Regions from separate parts of the Mus musculus genome. Here region 1 is linked to region 2. The links are chromatin contacts, called in public Hi-C maps. All regions are on one chromosome and are shown on one strand. Each heading gives the region's core, a stretch centred on a gene start, on an enhancer-like site or on the middle of the called end of the contact. The rest is flanking DNA. Distances are from core to core; before and after follow the strand shown.

Region 1 (3,290 bases), core at 424-2,923, 77 kb before region 2:
ATTATTTTACAAGCTTTACAGATTTTTTTTTTAACTCTCATGTTGTGGCATATAACTTCTCTTGCTTTAGTATTTGTTCAGAGTGCAAGGTAAGAGCCGAAGTCCAGTGTTTCCTTGTCAATGTCATTATTGGGATTGACTTTGCCATGGAAACACATTGGGGATGCTGCATGGTGGCACAGGGCTGGCTTAGCATATGTAGGCCTTGACCTCTGGTTCCTAGCACAGAAAAGGTGGAGAGAGAGAAGCAGAGGAAAGGAAGGACATTTAGACCAATAATTTAGAAGCTGTCTACTGTGAAGTTGCTTGGCTGTTCATCCATAGTTTATACCAGGCAGTCATAATGTATAAGTAGACCCAAGTGGAGAGTAAAAATTAGCAGTCAGCTACTGGTTCTCATGGGACTTGAATTCAGAACACAGAAACAACCAACAACATGTTGGGAGTTGTAGAGCGAGAGCTCACACAACTTTTCCTTTCTGGGCTTTCTTCTCGGGTAAAACATCTCGGGGACTGAAAACTCGATGTGGTCCCTCAGGATCTCATGATGCATCGCAGGGTCCGCCATCTCTGCTGGCTTTACACCTGTTTAACCTTACTCATAACCCTACGGCAGAGGGACAGGGGCTCCTCGCTCAAGTCAGTGGGCCAGTTCCAGAGCACGGTGTGAAAACATGAATTTTAGCATCACTTTGGTTCAATAGATGGAAACCCATCTAAAAGATGTTTGAGAAAAACCAGCATTGAATCTAATTGTGTAGCTTGAAAAGTCCAAAGACTAGGATTACTTTCAAAATATGTATTGAAATGATGCTATATGTGAAATAAGGTGAAAATTGTTTTGGTAAACATTTTAATAGTGAAAGTACTCTAGGGATCATTCCATCTATATCTATATCATCCATATCTATATCATCTATATCTATACACACACACACACACACACACACATATATACATGATTTAAAATTTCATATAGCAAAGTCAGAAAATTTGCTTAAAAATTAGATATGTAGTAAATTCAATTTGTATTAGTTTCCCATGGAATTTTCTGAAACCAGAAAAAGAATACCACAGTACCCTTAATTTATTAACTCAAATTGTCAGTAGTTTCTTTCTACCTTAAACTGCACTATAAATACCGGTCTAGCCAGTTTGCTTTAGCGGATATTTATGCAGGGTTTGTACAAAAATAGGGAGACTAAGAAGAAATGGGGTTGGACAAATGACCTCTATGGTCCAGACGCAGGTCCAATCTTGCATCTCTTCTGAGGTTGAATTCATCTCTTGTTTGTTTTCACATTCAGAGAGATGGTACACCTCTGCCTTCCTTCGCTGTTTGTAAAAAGCTGAGGTAGTTGAAAATCCGGGGTGACTGGCTTCCCAATGGCTGTTTGATCTGCCCTTGGTGCTGTGCAGAGCTGGAGCAGCAGGGAGGATGCTCTTTGGCTTCGTGCAGAATTCCACCCCCCCTACCACCCCCACCACCCCCCCCCCCCCGCACGCTGAATTCGCATATTTTGGTTGCCAAGTTCCGAAGCCTGCTTCTCATTTTGCCAGAAAACGAGGTAGCTGTAGCCACAGATAGACTTTTTCCTTTTTCTCTTTCCTCCTCCTACCCCTCCCTAGACCTCTCTGGGCTTTGACGTCATGTGTGCTCCTTTCAGTTGCCATAGCAACCCCATTCCCCAAGCCCTCTGTCCGTCTCCTCTGGTAGGTTCCACAATGGTACAGGCAGCCTCCCGCTGCACAATGGTTTCCAGGCAGTGAGAGGGTGATTCAGCAAGCCGCTCTCTCTTCTCTTAAGCCTCCTCGTCGTCTCAGTTTATTTTTATGGGGGGTGGGTGGTGCTTCTTATATGCTTACCCTTTTTTTTTTCTATTTTCATTTTTACAAATTTCCTTTTTCCTCCTCACTCCTCAATTACTAGGGGCTTGAGTGAGCTAAAGATTGGGTCTTCTTGGAAATCACCTGTCTGTTATTATTTTTAAACAATCGCTACACCTCCAAAGACTCTGCTCCTTACTCCGGTTTGGAATGTGGCTAATGACTACCCAGTAGGGAGGATTTCTGGGGCAAACAGCCGGACCAGGATCCTAGTTCTCAGGCACGGAATGGTAGGTGGCTCCTTGCTCATTCTGGGTTCTAACCTGGTTTGGGAGGGTGGATGATATCTGTCATCGTTCCTGGTGGAATGGGAGAGAGCATGAGAAAGTAGGAAGTGATGGTGTTGGAGAGCCGGTTTAATCAAGTGTACTATCTGTGAGGCAGAAAACTGGTGTTTCTCTCTGGGCAAAGCATCTCTTCTCAGATGGAGGCTAAAATCTTTCTGTTTGGAGTGAAGAATTCTAGAAGGTGGGACAGACCATTATTGTTATGACTTGGCAGAGTAAGAGAAACACACACGAGGGGGGTAAGGGGGGAGAGGAAAGAGAGAGAAAGAGAGAGAGAGAGAGAGAGAGAGGAGAGAGAGAGAGAGAGAGAGGAGTCTGGATCTCACTTTAACTGAGAAATGCTATGGGTCTCATAAAACATTCAAAAATGTTATTAGTAAACATAAATGTTTATTTCCAGACCGGTTTAACTTTAAATATTCTAGAATACATTCTTGCAGTTTAGAGGTATTTACCAAAATATTAGAAACTATGTTCCTCTTGTAGAAAGACCCTGAGCTAAATTTGGGCTGCAGACAGGAACACAGGACAGGGAACAGACCAGGGAAAGGAGCAAACACCGGCGGCACCGCAGCCACCCAGGTGAAGGTCCCTTTAAGAAAGTGATCTCTCAGTCACAGCAGGCAGCATTTTTCTATGGCAAGGTTCCCAGGTATTCAGTGCTGAGATACTGTGTCCCCTAGAAATGTCAGAGCATTTTCAGAAAGAAAAAAAAAAGCTGTCATTGGAAAGGAGCTTGATGATACAGTTATCAGAATTTATGTGTTTGTGCTTCAGAGAATAAGAGTGCTTTATTTGAAAAACCTCCAAGTAAATCAGGTTATGGATATTTCAAGGAAAAAAATACATATCCTTTTCCTTCCGACATTTAAATAGAAGGACCTAGGTGCTGCTTTGACTCTCTTCTGCAGATAACTTTCAAGGGCATTGCAATTTGGCCACAGAAAGGAATGGCTTACCCCAGGGCACTAGGTTTTGAAGCAGCCACAAGGTTGTTTACATGCTCTGCGTTTGCTGCAGAGCGATGTGTCTGTGTGACGGAGATAACTTTCATGAACACAGGCTAAGTCATATGGGACAGGCCACAGCCGGGAGTGAAGGAAGGCTGCCGTTACC
Region 2 (3,544 bases), core at 934-3,433:
TCAAAACATGGTTATATTCTGCTTTTCCCTAATGAAGGGAGAGGCAGGGTGCATTGTTCCTGTTAACAGTGCCCAACTTCTCCCAAACAGGCTCCAGCATGCCTCTACCCACCAGCACCTAAATCTCGCTGTCCCTGCCCTTGCGTCTCTCCCACTGGACCTGACAGATCCAGGAAAGCATCACCACCAAACTGATGTGGTTTTTTTTTCCGCCTAAAGCTGAGACTGTTGGGAAGATGCACGTGTTCAGGCTCCAGAGACCGTGGTGCCCTTCCTGCTCTCATTCCCCATGCCTCCTAGAATGAATATTTCCCTCATTAGCACACCCTTGCAGTTATGAGCAAGAACTCTGGACCAGGCTGTAGGGATTTGGACCCCTGAGGCCAGTTAGGAGCTCCGCTGTTGATGGCTGTGTGGCCTTCTGTACCCTCGTCTATAGCTAGAATGAGAACTGTCATTGGGGCCATGAGATCTAAATTATAAAAGTAGACAAGAGAAAGCGTTGGAACAGCATGATGGACAGCCAGTGCTTTAAATGTCCGCCATAATTATCGCTGTGATTGAGTTAGCACTCATTTCTAACGACGAGGGAAAAGCAGCAGAGTCTCTTTGAAACCGAGGGGGTGGTCTCTGAGAGATCGCCTTCCTGAAGTCCTTGCTTAGGGACACTGCTGGAAAATAGAAACGTGACTCTTTTTTTTTTCATATTCTTTTTTTAAAAAAAATTTTATTAGGTATTTTCCTCATTTACATTTCCAATGCTATCCCAAAAGTCCCCATACCCACCCCCCCCCCCACTCCCCTACCCACCCACTCCCCCTTTTTGGCCCTGGCGTTCCCCTGTACTGGGGTATATAAAGTTTGCGTGTCCAATGGGCCTCTCTTTCCAGTGATGGCTGACTAGGCCATCTTTTGATACATATGCAGCTAGAGTCAAGAGTTCCGGGGCACTGGTTAGTTCATAATGTTGTTCCACCTATAGGGTTGCAGTTCCCTTTAGTTCCTTGGGTACTTTCTCTAGCTCCTCCATTGGGGGCCCTGTGATCCATCCAATAGCTGACTGTGAGCATTGAAACGTGACTCTTCTTCAAGCCGGAGATGAATCAGTGTCCGATCCAAAGCCTGGCAGTGATCCAGGCAGGGCTGACTGAGGCCGGCAGTCTGGGAGAGCTGTTGGGTGCGCCGCAGCGCCTTCAGAAGCAGAGCGGAGGGGAAGGGTTCTTGGCTTGAACTGGGATATGATCATCTCTTCTTGAGGTCAGCAGCACCCTGTCCGGACTGGAGGCTTGAAGTGGGACTTACACACTGGCTTCCCTGTAACTTAGGTCTTTGAGCTATGACTATGTCACACCACTGGCTCTCCTGGTTCTCCAGCTTGGAGAAGCGGGTGTAAGACTTTTATTTTGGGTGCTGTAATCATAGGAGCCAGTTCCTACATTAAATCCCCCCAGTTTTATGTCCAGGCCAGCATCTGCATCTGCATCCACATGCATCTGCACCTTCATCCACACTGCCCTTGCTTCTGTTTCTCTAAGAACCTTACCTGGTACTACAGGTAAACCACGCACATTCTACTCTGCTTTCAAATTTATGAATGAAATGGCACTAGATGCATAGAATTGCTCTGGTCAGGTAAGTAATGCTCCGTGGATTTTAAGTAAAGAACTAAGACAAAATGTAAGATGTTTTCAGAATATGCAGATTGTATTGAACAATACTTGGCTGCCTTATCCCAAATGAGTTCATTTTGCTTTCCATCTCACATGCCTAAAAAAGCAAAGGGAAAACATGAAAAGCCACAGACACCACAGCCAGGGCTGCCTACGTTGTTTTGCTAGGTTTCAAGGTTCTCCTGCTTATTGCAAGGCCATGGAGATAAAGCTGAGAAAAACATCAGTCTATAGCCCCTACTGAAAAATAGAAACAGCCGTGTTTCTGAGAGATGGTATGTTTCCTTCTGTTTCTCTTCAGCCTTTGGACTCTCCCCATCCTTGGTAGAAATAAAGATCCAAAGATACTTGAAAACAAATCCATAATCTTTTGACTGTATCTATTCTGCATAACGGCAACAATAACAGAGATGATGATTAGCGTCATCAAAAATGTTTACTGGGAATGTGTATACATCATTGAAAGGACGTCACTTTCGTCATGCTGTCTATACCTTAAAATAACCTGGGGTATCTTAGCTGCTTTAGAAGAATAGACTGAGGCACTGGGCTCTGTGAAAGCCAACGGGAGAAATGTTGCAAAACAGACAGCAAAGCCGATGCAACGATGACAGGAAGGGTGAAGATCTGGGAATGTTCACGCAGCACACCCAGGGGTGAGAGTTCCCCAGAAGGGTAAGGACAGCTGACAGGAAAGCAGTAAGCTTCCCGAGGGAGTGATGGACTGCGCATGCTCAGTGCCACCAGGGACCAATGGGGAGGCAGAGTAGAGCATAGAGGCTGGCACTTTCACCTTCAATCTCTTCCCGTGTGAGCAGTCTTTCCTTGGCTGAGCTGCCTAGCTCCTCTAAGCCCATTTGGTCAGCTTAAACGTGATGGCGATGAGTCTGTCATGATGAGAAACAAACAGGGCGTTTGTTCTTCACATGGTCTGCAGGAGGGTTAAATCCTGTAATAAAGTAGCACAAAAACCTGCCTACCCAACGTGTGAACAGTTGGTCTATTACTCTCATCAATGAATGGGTGCAGGAGAAAGGAAGGGGGTCCCTGACCAGGAAGGGTGGAGGTTTTGTTTAATTCTGTTTGTTAATTATGGTGGTTTTCACAGTATTTAATATGCTAATCTACCTTGTAAAACTACAGGAGAGAAATGCCCAGATTTATGCGATCAGGTAACAGCAGTTTTATCCCCTGGAGTAAAAGCAGCGTCTCCTGAGACAGCGGTATTTTGCAGTTCACAGTCTGAGAAAGGGTCCTCATTTCACACAAGAGTAGAAAAACAGATGTGAAGTGTCTTTCTTTGGCAATCTTCAAGCAATTACAAACAACTACCCTCCAAAGAAGGGCTTTTTATTTTAGTTTTTTACAAAGCGTTGTGAAAGCCTTCTTTGATCCATTGTACAAGACCAGCTACCTAGGTCCCACATCTTACAGGTGTTCAGTCTTTCAACACCACAGCTCAACAGTGCTTTCCCAGAATGCTATCATGATGAGTCAGCGCTAACATCGCTCGCCTTCTGGGAATGTTATCTGCTGCGGGTCTGGCTCACTACTGCCTCTTGTGGTTCACAAGAACCTTACACTCTTTCTGGAAGAGTTGGCGTTTGTCTAAGGCATCCCACTGTGCTATTTGGAATGTTCCAGAGCTAGTGTCAAAGAATCTCTTATTAGAAGTTTGAGCTTTCCATTCATCAATGCTGATGAGATATTGATATACTATATTAAAGTTTTCTTTCTTAGCCTGTACTTTTTTTTTTTGGTTTACATGACATAGTCTATGTGGCTTTCTAGAGACGCTCTTGGACTTATTATATAGACATTAACTAGGTTTTGTGAAAATTAGAATGTTTTTCCTAATGTTAGTAATCAGGGTT

Evidence for each region. Hi-C and Micro-C count contacts between places; a contact is called where the count stands out from the background.
Region 1: a Hi-C map of olfactory sensory neurons shows a contact between it and region 2, with 4 times the contacts expected there. The contact joins the promoter of Mapk10 here to the enhancer-like site in region 2. A contact is called at or near these places in 1 of 39 promoter capture datasets (hippocampal neurons), 4 of 484 Hi-C or Micro-C datasets (cerebellar granule neurons, cerebral cortex, neurons and 1 more), 2 of 115 datasets of contacts at active chromatin or transcription factors (PVALB interneurons and forebrain) and 1 of 9 other capture datasets (liver).

The regions. Positions count from the first base shown.
Region 1 is chr5:103,209,717-103,213,006 of GRCm38.p6, reverse strand. Mapk10 (mitogen-activated protein kinase 10) reads left to right here and starts at 1,673. Exons shown (of 14, transcript NM_001081567.2): 1 at 1,673-2,117.
Region 2 is chr5:103,132,665-103,136,208 of GRCm38.p6, reverse strand. The region is part of intron 2 of Mapk10 (mitogen-activated protein kinase 10); the gene reads left to right. Among named protein-coding and RNA genes, the nearest start is that of Mapk10, 77 kb to the left of the region's middle. Within about 2 kb of position 2,183, at least 14 of the 459 cell types and tissues checked have an H3K27ac peak or open chromatin away from gene starts, as enhancers often do. A contact at or near this core is called in PVALB interneurons and olfactory sensory neurons, where this site is marked.